2 separate regions of the Hordeum vulgare genome follow, and region 1 is linked to region 2. Evidence: chromatin contacts called from public Hi-C data. All regions are on one chromosome and are shown on one strand. Each heading gives the region's core, a stretch centred on a gene start, on an enhancer-like site or on the middle of the called end of the contact. The rest is flanking DNA. Distances are from core to core; before and after follow the strand shown. Region 1 holds the start of LOC123443103. Region 2 holds the start of LOC123443100 (putative GPI-anchored protein pfl2).

Region 1 (4,507 bases), core at 965-3,464, 270 kb before region 2:
ATCTTATTGATACAACTAGCATCGCCAAGTCTATGAATATTTGGAGAGTCAAGATACTCTTAAGGATCAAAGTCTTCATGTGATTTGTGCACAAGAATGTGATTCTAACTAAGGATAATTTAGCTATACGTAATTGGGGGGTACACTACGTAGCTTCTGTGATAATGAGGAGAACATTAAACACCTCTTTCTCCGATGTCCACTTGCAAGAATTCTTTGGCAGACGATTCGTATAGCCTTTAATATTATGCCTTCGGATAGCATGGACACGTTATTTGGAACGTGGCTAGATGGAGTTGACACGATTATTGTTAGACACATCCGTATTGAAGTTTGTGCACTTCTTTGGGCTATATGGAACTGTAGGAATAATGTGGTTTTTAACACATACGTATATAAATTTTTTGCAAGTACTACACAAAGCTGCTACTGTAGTCCCCAAAACAGTACAATAATAGACTATGGAATATGGATCCTGTCAAGCAATACTAGATTATGGATCATGTGAAGCATATTGGGAACCACCACCCTCTTCGAAACATTGCTTGGATGCATGCTTAACAGTTGTATTAAGAACGGCTATCATTAGCATATAATAAGACAGGTCGATACATAAGCCACTTATCCAAGAGAAATGCAGCAGATATCAATGAAGTACAAACTCCCGCTCCACGTCCCCGTCCTATGATAATCCCACGTGTATGAGCCTTGACCCGACTGAAATCCGGAGGAGGGAGACCAAGTAGGCACCTCGCAACTCACCGTGCATGGTGTTGGAAGGCAACATATATACATGTACTAAAAGATAAGGTACATCTATGCTGCAGTACCAGCTAGCCTGTCTAGGGTACACTACCACTAGTGGTTTGATTTCGTGGTCATCATATATTTCTACCGGATTCTTGTTGATTATTGGCGGTCATAATATAATCCTCAGTTCCTCACACGAATGTCACTTTCCCTGACTTGGACTAATCGACCAAAGTCCACAAATTAAGCATGCAATAACAATATTTCCACATATAGATAGTAAAGAAGTAGCAAATGTACCAAGAAAACACAATGATCGTTCTAATTTTAGCAGTTAGCACAAGCCCCGTATAGGCTTTGCCAGAAAATCGTCATGCACCTGCCAGCAATTGACGGACTAACTATGCAGATTTGGAACTGGGATCGGCACATCTATACAGAATCGTTGCATAAAATATCCTGCGAGGCCATGCGTCGGTCCCATGTATATAGAACCACAACTAATTGGCCACACAAAATGTATCCACAAATAGCAATCACATTATCTGCAAATACTACTAATAGCGTGGTAATAAGACAACCAAAATCTAATAACATGGAGCTAGCAAGCATCTAACCATCTTCCTACTGTCCAGCAAATCAATCAAAACCTGAACCGACCATTCCATCAATTCTTAGCAGGTAAAAATAAATAAAAATACGTGGGAATAATAGCAGACGTGGTATCATTGCATTGGCACACAGCGAAGACTTGGGTTGGGCTGGACCACGTACCTTTCTGCCAGCGAAATTCCCCTCGGGCTCTCGGCCTCCGCTGCTCTCCGGCGCGGCAGCCGCTACCGCCGTCTCGTCCTCTTCTTGGCGTTTCCTCTTTCGCTTCTTCTCCTCCTTGGCCCGCCTCGCGATCGCGCGCAGGGCCTCGTCGCCGTCGACCTCCGTTTGCTCTTTGCATCCGGTATCACTGGCAGGGGGCAGAGCCAAGGGAGGTGACGCGGCGAAGAGGTCCGAAAGGGATCGCTTCTTCGGCGGCTTGGCCTTCGCTGGCGCCCTCCTCGGGGACCCCGCAGGAGCTGCAGCTGCCAAGGTGGAGGCGACCTCGTCCGCCCACCACCGGCACCTCGGCGCCCTGAGAGGAGGGAGATCCTCGATTCCAAAGAGACGCCGCCCCTCCGCTGCCGTCCCGCCCCTCATGCTCGCCGCATACTCCCTTCGGACAGATCACGGACGGAGATCAGGAAAAGGTAAACACAAACACAACTACCGTAATACCGACGAGATGGCGCGGTGCCTCAACACGAACCTGATGGAGAACGCGGCGGCGGCCATGGACGCGGGGTCTACGCGCTTCCTCGGCGCAAATCTGCGTCCGATTTCGCACCGGGTTTGGTGATTTGGGGGGAGAGGAGAAGGAGTAGACTCGAAGGAAGGAAGGGGAGAGGAAAGGGGTGGGTGCAGGGAAAGGCAGCTAAGTATTTAAAGGATGGCGATTACCGTATGGTATTTAATATTCGAGGTGGCCTTCGATGAGATCGATGCGAATATTTTACTTTTTTCCCGCTCTTCCCACCTCTTATTTTGGGTACAATTTATTGATTTTTCAGCAGTTAATGTCCTGGCTGGCATCGGTGTCGTGCCCGGTGGCCAATATCTATTTACTGCTGCAGACAGCGACCGGTGATGGACAGCGGACAATTTGTTTTGCTTTATTTTATTTTTGTGTCTGTATGGCAGGTAAACTTGCACTATCACGGTCTTCGGTTCGCCGGAGGGCGTCATCATGTGATAACGACTGTTGCGCGGTGGGGCCGCACAACTCAGCCCCCCTATACCCCATTCAAGCAACACATGTGAATTTCTGTTTTCTTTCAAAAGTACAATCTTAGCTGTTTATAGGGCTATATGCATGGTTATTCTTTTTTTTTATTTGCTCGTTTTGGAAATGAGGCTCAAAAAGGCAATCCTAAATTAAAACGTGTAAATGTGATGGTTGGCTACATGTGTTAGTAGTGTCTTAGACTATGTTTTTGTATTTTGTGCTCATCCACAAACGCATAATCGGTATAGTTTTGCAATTTGTTTGTTTGAGAAAGAGGCTTAAAAGCTGATCCTAAAGTTAAAAGGAGTAAATATGATAGTTCGCTAGGTGTCGTTACTGTTTACTACTATAGTTCAATTTTCGAACACGTGCGAAAACTTATATGGTCCAGTTAACCACATATGTTGGCATGCACACTACGCACGCTAACACAAGAAACGGTGATTTTGTGTTATTCTTCATATGAACACATATATATTATAATTGGGGATATGTGATGGCACTAACCAGGCTTGGCCCATCCTGTCGATGAAACAGAACATCCAATTTGCAGGGCCCGCTAAGTACTAGCTCTTCAGCCCATTAGGCGTGATAACCCCTAGCCTCAAATTTTTCCTTCGAAAAACCTTCAGTTCCCTCAGGTTCCTAAGCTGGTTTTTATCTACCCCTCGGGACAAATTCGTACATAAGGCATAGGCCCACTAAAAAACATCCCTACCAAATTTGTACATTTTTCTCTTCACGAATTTGACTTTGACGCCCCCATGCCATTGTCTCGATGTGATCGGCCTAAGTAGCTAGCATACATGTGTGACTCGGCGTCTCACCCTCACAAATCTCCCTCCATCCCTAGTCAGTAATTCGACGTCCATTGCATAAGGCCATGAATTCCGCAGTCTGCATGGTGTGCCCTCCTTCTAATTCCTCTAATTACCAGTATGCGTATGGGATCATCCCCTGGCACTTAAACGCCATGTAATGTATACTTATTAATTTAATTAATCATAGAAAGGGAAATCGAATTTAGAAGTAATAGGGACCAAAGAATACCAAAGGGAAAGTTCAAGTCTTGCCTCATTTTAGTTCAAAACAGTTGTGTGTGAAGATCAAGTAGCGAATAACGCAATACACATGATTGTTTCCAATAGTGGGGTACAAGATAAGTTACATGATTACAATGGTTAATATTTTGCCGGGCCTAGCCTGGGCTAGGATGGCTATAATCCTAATCCAGCCCAAGTTCTCAAACGGGTATACATGCATAACTTTTGAGAAAACTATTAAAATATGAATAATCCTAGCACAACTAGGCCCAAGGCAAATTGCTTTAGCTCTGGGGAGCATTTGCTCTTGGATGAACAACAAATTCGATATAAATAGTAAAATGTTTAAAAATATGATTTGTTTTGTTGATGTTCGTATTAGTATTCAAAGGGTGCTTGACAATTTTCATGCGAAAAGGAATAGCAGTGTTTCATCCATGAAAAGAAAATCAAAGTTTAATGGTCTTAAATTGCCAAAATATTGGCGTTCAAAATGATTTTTCCCATAGATTGAAATGGTTAAATCATCCCCTCCCAAAAAAATTGCAGATAGCATTTGTATATGAACATAAACATGTTTATGTTTTTCATATTTCTTGGCATATATTTTCCATGAAACACGGAGCATATGCTTCCAAGATCTGAATTGAATATCCGAAGCTCAACCCCTTATTTCTGTATTTTTGTGGCCGCCCCTGCCCATAGTACAGACAAAGTGTGCACCATTGGATGCACTAGAACCTTCCTAGCCGATATTTGCATTGGAGCATTGAAGAGCCTCATATTAATCAAGATTAATTGTATGGATACCGAGAATCATCCGCAAGTATAACGAGCTCAAAAGAGAATCCTCATCTTCAATATGAGGATTCTTCAATATCTAAATAGCTAGCCTCAC
Region 2 (4,761 bases), core at 97-2,596:
ATTATTGGTCTTAACAAAGTGTATGAACAGGTGCAGGTATACATCTCACCAAGTTCCCTAGAATCATCATACGAAATGTCATAAAGCCCCGAGTTTGAATGATCGGTCAGGGTTCACAAATTAAGCATGAAATAACAATGTGTATGCATACAAATAACTAGGTAGGAAATGTAATGATGCAACAGAATAAAACACAATAATAATCGTTCTAACTTTAGCACTTAGCCAGAAAATGATCGCGCACCTGCCCCGCAATTATCACGTATCCACACAACCTCGTAGACGAACTACCTAAGCCTGGTTCAGATTAGGAACTGGGTTCGGCACAGTCAATCCTTACATAAAATATCCTGCGAGGCGATGGGACGGCCCCCATGTAAAGGTAAAACTAATTGCTCCCCACAAATAGTAACCATATAAGTCAACCAAATCTAATACGGGGTACTAGATATTTTTTGATTCCTCGTCTCATGGACACGCAAAGCATTTACCCATTCCAAGCAGATCAAAATAAAATGAAACCAGGGTAAAAAAAAGCGTAGGAACAATAGTGGTAGTAGTAGTAGATGACATGATTGCATTGACAGACAGGCAGTGTTGGGTTTGGGCTGGGCTGGGCTGCATCACGTACCTTTGTGGCCGCGAAACTCCCCTCCGGATCTCGCCCTCCGCTGCACTCCGGCGCGACAGCCGCTGCCGCCTCCTCCCGCAGTCTCTTCTTCCGCTTCCTCTCCTTCTTGGCCCTCCTCACGATCGCGCACAGCGCCTCGTCGCCGTCGACCTCCGTTTGCGCGTTGCATCCGCTATCACCGGCGGGGGACACGTCCAAGGGGGGCGCCGAGGCGAAGAGGTCAGAGATGGACCTCTTCTTCGGAGGCTTCGCCTTCCCTGGCGACCTCCTCGGGGACGGCGCCACTGCCGCCGCCGACGCAGCAGCAGTAGCCATGGCGGAGGCCAACTCGTCCGCCCACCACCGAAACCTCGGCGCCTCTATAGCCGGGAGATGTTCGATGCCCAAGGGACGCCGACCCTCCGCCGCCGCCTCACCCCTCATGCTCGCCGCGTATCCCCTTCGGACAAATCGCAAATGGAGATCAGGAAAAAAAAACCGCATACACGACCACCATAAAGGCCGACGAGACGAGGCCGCGCACACTAACCTGATGGAGAACGCGGCGGCGGCCATGGATGCGACGTCGGCGTGCCCCCTCCGCGCAAATCTACCTGCGATTTCTCGAGTTTTTTTGGGAGGGGGGAGATGAGGAGGAGTAGACTGGAAGGAAGGAAGGAGAGGAAAGCGGCGGGCGTTGGAAAGGGAGGTCGTGTACTCCAGCATATATCTATCTAAAGGATGCAGCAATTACGATACGGAGTTAATACTTCGAGGCAAGGTTTTGATAGCATCGAGGCGAATAATCTACTCTTTCCCGCTCTCCCCACCTTTATTTTTGGTACCTCATTAATTATTCGATATTATATCTATTTAATGCCTTGCTGGCGCCAGTGTCGTGCGCGAGAGGCCCACGTCCCATTTACTACTGCGGACGGCGACAGGTGATGGACAGCGACTAAATTGTTTTTTCCTTTTATTCCTGTGGTTGGTGACGTGGCACAATCGTTCGCCGGACCGCATCATGTGATAGCGAGCGACTAGGTGCAAAATGTTGGGCGCACCATTCTCTGCCTAGAATACTCGCAAACTGCTGCGATCATCTAGATTTTTGTCTTAATTCAAATGCAATATTTTGCAAATGCTAGTACTCATGACTTTCTAACACATGATCAGTATTCTTTTGCGAAAGAGAAACATCTCACGACATTCTTTGTTGTTGCAAAAACAATCAACATCTGTAGAATGATGTTCTTCAGTGCGCTGGTACCTCACGAGACTACTCTTTGACATTTGGTGCTCATGACATTCTAATTGTCCAAGCAAAAAACGTGTGACGTGTGACCATTTTCTTCCAAAATTGAACGGTGTGTGTTTTGTTTTCCTAAGAAAGTTATATTTACATCTCCCTACCGAAAAAGTGTATGTCACGTAAAACTTGAGATGTGTGCTATTAAATAGCGATGAGAATATCGATGTTAGCAATCTCAATCAATAATAATGTTATCATTGCCATTTGTCGGTGCACTCGTTGTGTTCGAAGGCTACAATTCAATGATGGTGCTCATTTAAACGCGTATATGAGAAACTTGGCTAGATGCAATGGCAACATCGTCCATGGACATAGGAGCACCAGACTGCACAAATCAGTGATGGTGCTCATGTAAACACATGTACTCCCTCCGCTCTTAAATATAAGTTTTTTTGAGTTTTTACTAGTGTACTACATACGAATGTATATAGACATACTTAAGAGTGTAGATACATTCATTCTTCTTCGTATGTAGTCTTCTAGTGAAATTTGTATGTAGTCTTCTAGTGAAATTTCTAAAAAGACTTATATTGAGGAACGGATGGAGTATATGCTAGTTGGCTTGGTGCGGCTCATGTGTCCATGTACTCCATTACAGGAGATTATGGCCTGGTGAAATTGCTCATGACTTTCTAACTACGCACGCCAAAACCTGGTGCTGTTATTTCGAAGAAGCAAAGCAATACGATGAAAATGATTTTCTGGGAAAAAGATATTTACACCTCCCGTCCAGTGAAGTGTCGTGAGAAATTCCATGTTCTTGTACCATTATGTCTTTTATATGGAGCTGGAAGTGTCCAAGATTATGCATTGGCGTTAGTGCTCAGGTAAACATACATGGGACATTTTGCTAGGTGCATGTGCTGGCAAGTCACGCGAACACATGAGATTAGGGGACGCTATTGTTGCTCATGAAAGTTGGTGCATTTTGCTCATAGTTTTAAATAGCCGACTATAGCCTCGTTATAGACTTTTCAGCAGGGTGCCGCTAAATGATCTCATGTCCAAATAGGCCGCTATAGCTCCGTCATAGCTTATTTGGAGGTCCACCGGTATTTGACATAGCCCGCTATTTAAAACATTTTTGCTAGGTGAATGAGCACTACAAATATCCACATGTGACATTATAGTAGAATCTCGACATTCGTGCTTCTAACTTTCTAGTTGCACACATCAAAACTTTAGTTATTATTTGCAAGAAAGAATCTAGCAGAAAAACAACAAAAAAGATTGCACCATATATTTTAGCCATCATCGCACTTTTTTAACACTCATCATCCCACTTTCTTGAATGGAATAGCTTGTGCGAGAAGGTGTGTTTCAAATTCCACAATATATATAGAGAGAGATGAATGTAGTAGAATATTGAGCGATCAATTTATAGAGGGAAAGACAAACGAGCTTCAAGTTGTTCATGTTTTGTGTAAAGATGAATATATGTATACGGTACTTTTAAAAAGTTCGAAATATATGATGTTCGAAAACTCAACTTCGTTTTAATTAAAAAGACAACAATCCATTGCACGGTCAAAGTGAATGGAAAATTGAACGCAACTATGTCCTCTCCACCGAGATTTGCCGCAATGCAAGGGCCTCTATTAAATCCAAATTCATTGTATGGAGATCCAAAACCCGCCTTAATCATTCATGTGTGCATATATCGAATCAGCGAAGAATCCTCAACATCTATATATGTCCAATATTGATTGCCTCCAGTATCAAAGCAATGATATGCAGGATTTAAAGCGATCCAAACAATCTGCAAAAATTAAATCCGAATTATGTCATGAATGAATGCTCATGATTCTTTTAGATTTGTACCCATGTCAATATTGAAGAAAATCACATGTCGTAACTAGAGCACACCATGTCAACGCAACTATCTTGATCGAGTCGCATTGCCATCAATCCAAATGAATTACTTTTGCAGGTTTCAGAAAAGTAGGCAATCCACGAGACCACACCAAGCATATGATGTAAGTATTATAGCCAGGAAATATACTCCTTACGTCGTGAATTACATGTCACAAACATGGATAAAAATAGATGTGTCTACAACTAAAATATTTCTAGACGCGTCCATTTACGTGAAAGTAATTTAGGTAAGAGGGAGTATATAATTAAGGCAGGTCGCGGGGGTGTCATGAAAGGAGTGTAACTCTAAATAATCACACATACCATTCTTTCTATATTGTAGAATTTGGAAAATTACAATTACAAAGTGCTACCTCCGTCTCAGTTTACAAGTCCGGAACATGTATCTAGGTCGTCAATTTAACTAACTTAATGAAAGACATATATTACAAAAATATATCATTAGAAACTTTAGATGTTTTATTTTATATAAGTTAAATTAACGACCTAGATACACATGCATGTCTTCTAAACTGTAACGGAGGGAGTAGAAAAAGTCAAATGATTTTCATGAAGTTCTTTGTATTTAGTGGCTTAGCTGAGATGTGGTGAGGTGACCAATAAAGTGACTTCTTAGGGGATGTTATTTTATGAGGTGCAATTACCTATTTTATATCATTCCATGTTCCAAAATAACTGTAGAGTCAATAAAAAATAATGTATGATTTATGGGCTAGCTAGTTTTATTTAGTAATCATGGATTGTTCAAATCTAGTAGCATTATATTTGGACAGACGGACTTTTACATGCTAATTAATTAAGAAGATCAAACACAATTTCCCCACCGTGTATAAACACAACAAAAATATAAATCACAGAGAAGCCGACCCTCTCTTCCGTACGAGCATACTGGGGAGATACCTGTAGCAAATTTGTTCAACTTGTCTGCAAGTGTGTTGATGATATGATGCGGACGGTGGGCCTG

The links. A called contact is a pair of places that touch in the nucleus more often than the background predicts.
Region 1: a contact with region 2 is called in a Hi-C map of seedling, with 4 times the contacts expected there. The contact joins the promoter of LOC123443103 here to the promoter of LOC123443100 in region 2. A contact is called at or near these places in 3 of 6 Hi-C or Micro-C datasets (leaf and seedling).

Annotation. Positions count from the first base shown.
Region 1 is chr3H:92,306,780-92,311,286 of MorexV3_pseudomolecules_assembly, reverse strand. It overlaps LOC123443103, which reads right to left and starts at 2,214. Exons shown (of 3, transcript XM_045119362.1): 1 at 2,051-2,214; 2 at 1,525-1,957. The coding sequence starts at 2,076.
Region 2 is chr3H:92,037,243-92,042,003 of MorexV3_pseudomolecules_assembly, reverse strand. LOC123443100 (putative GPI-anchored protein pfl2) reads right to left here and starts at 1,346. Exons shown (of 4, transcript XM_045119359.1): 1 at 1,161-1,346; 2 at 632-1,070. The coding sequence starts at 1,336.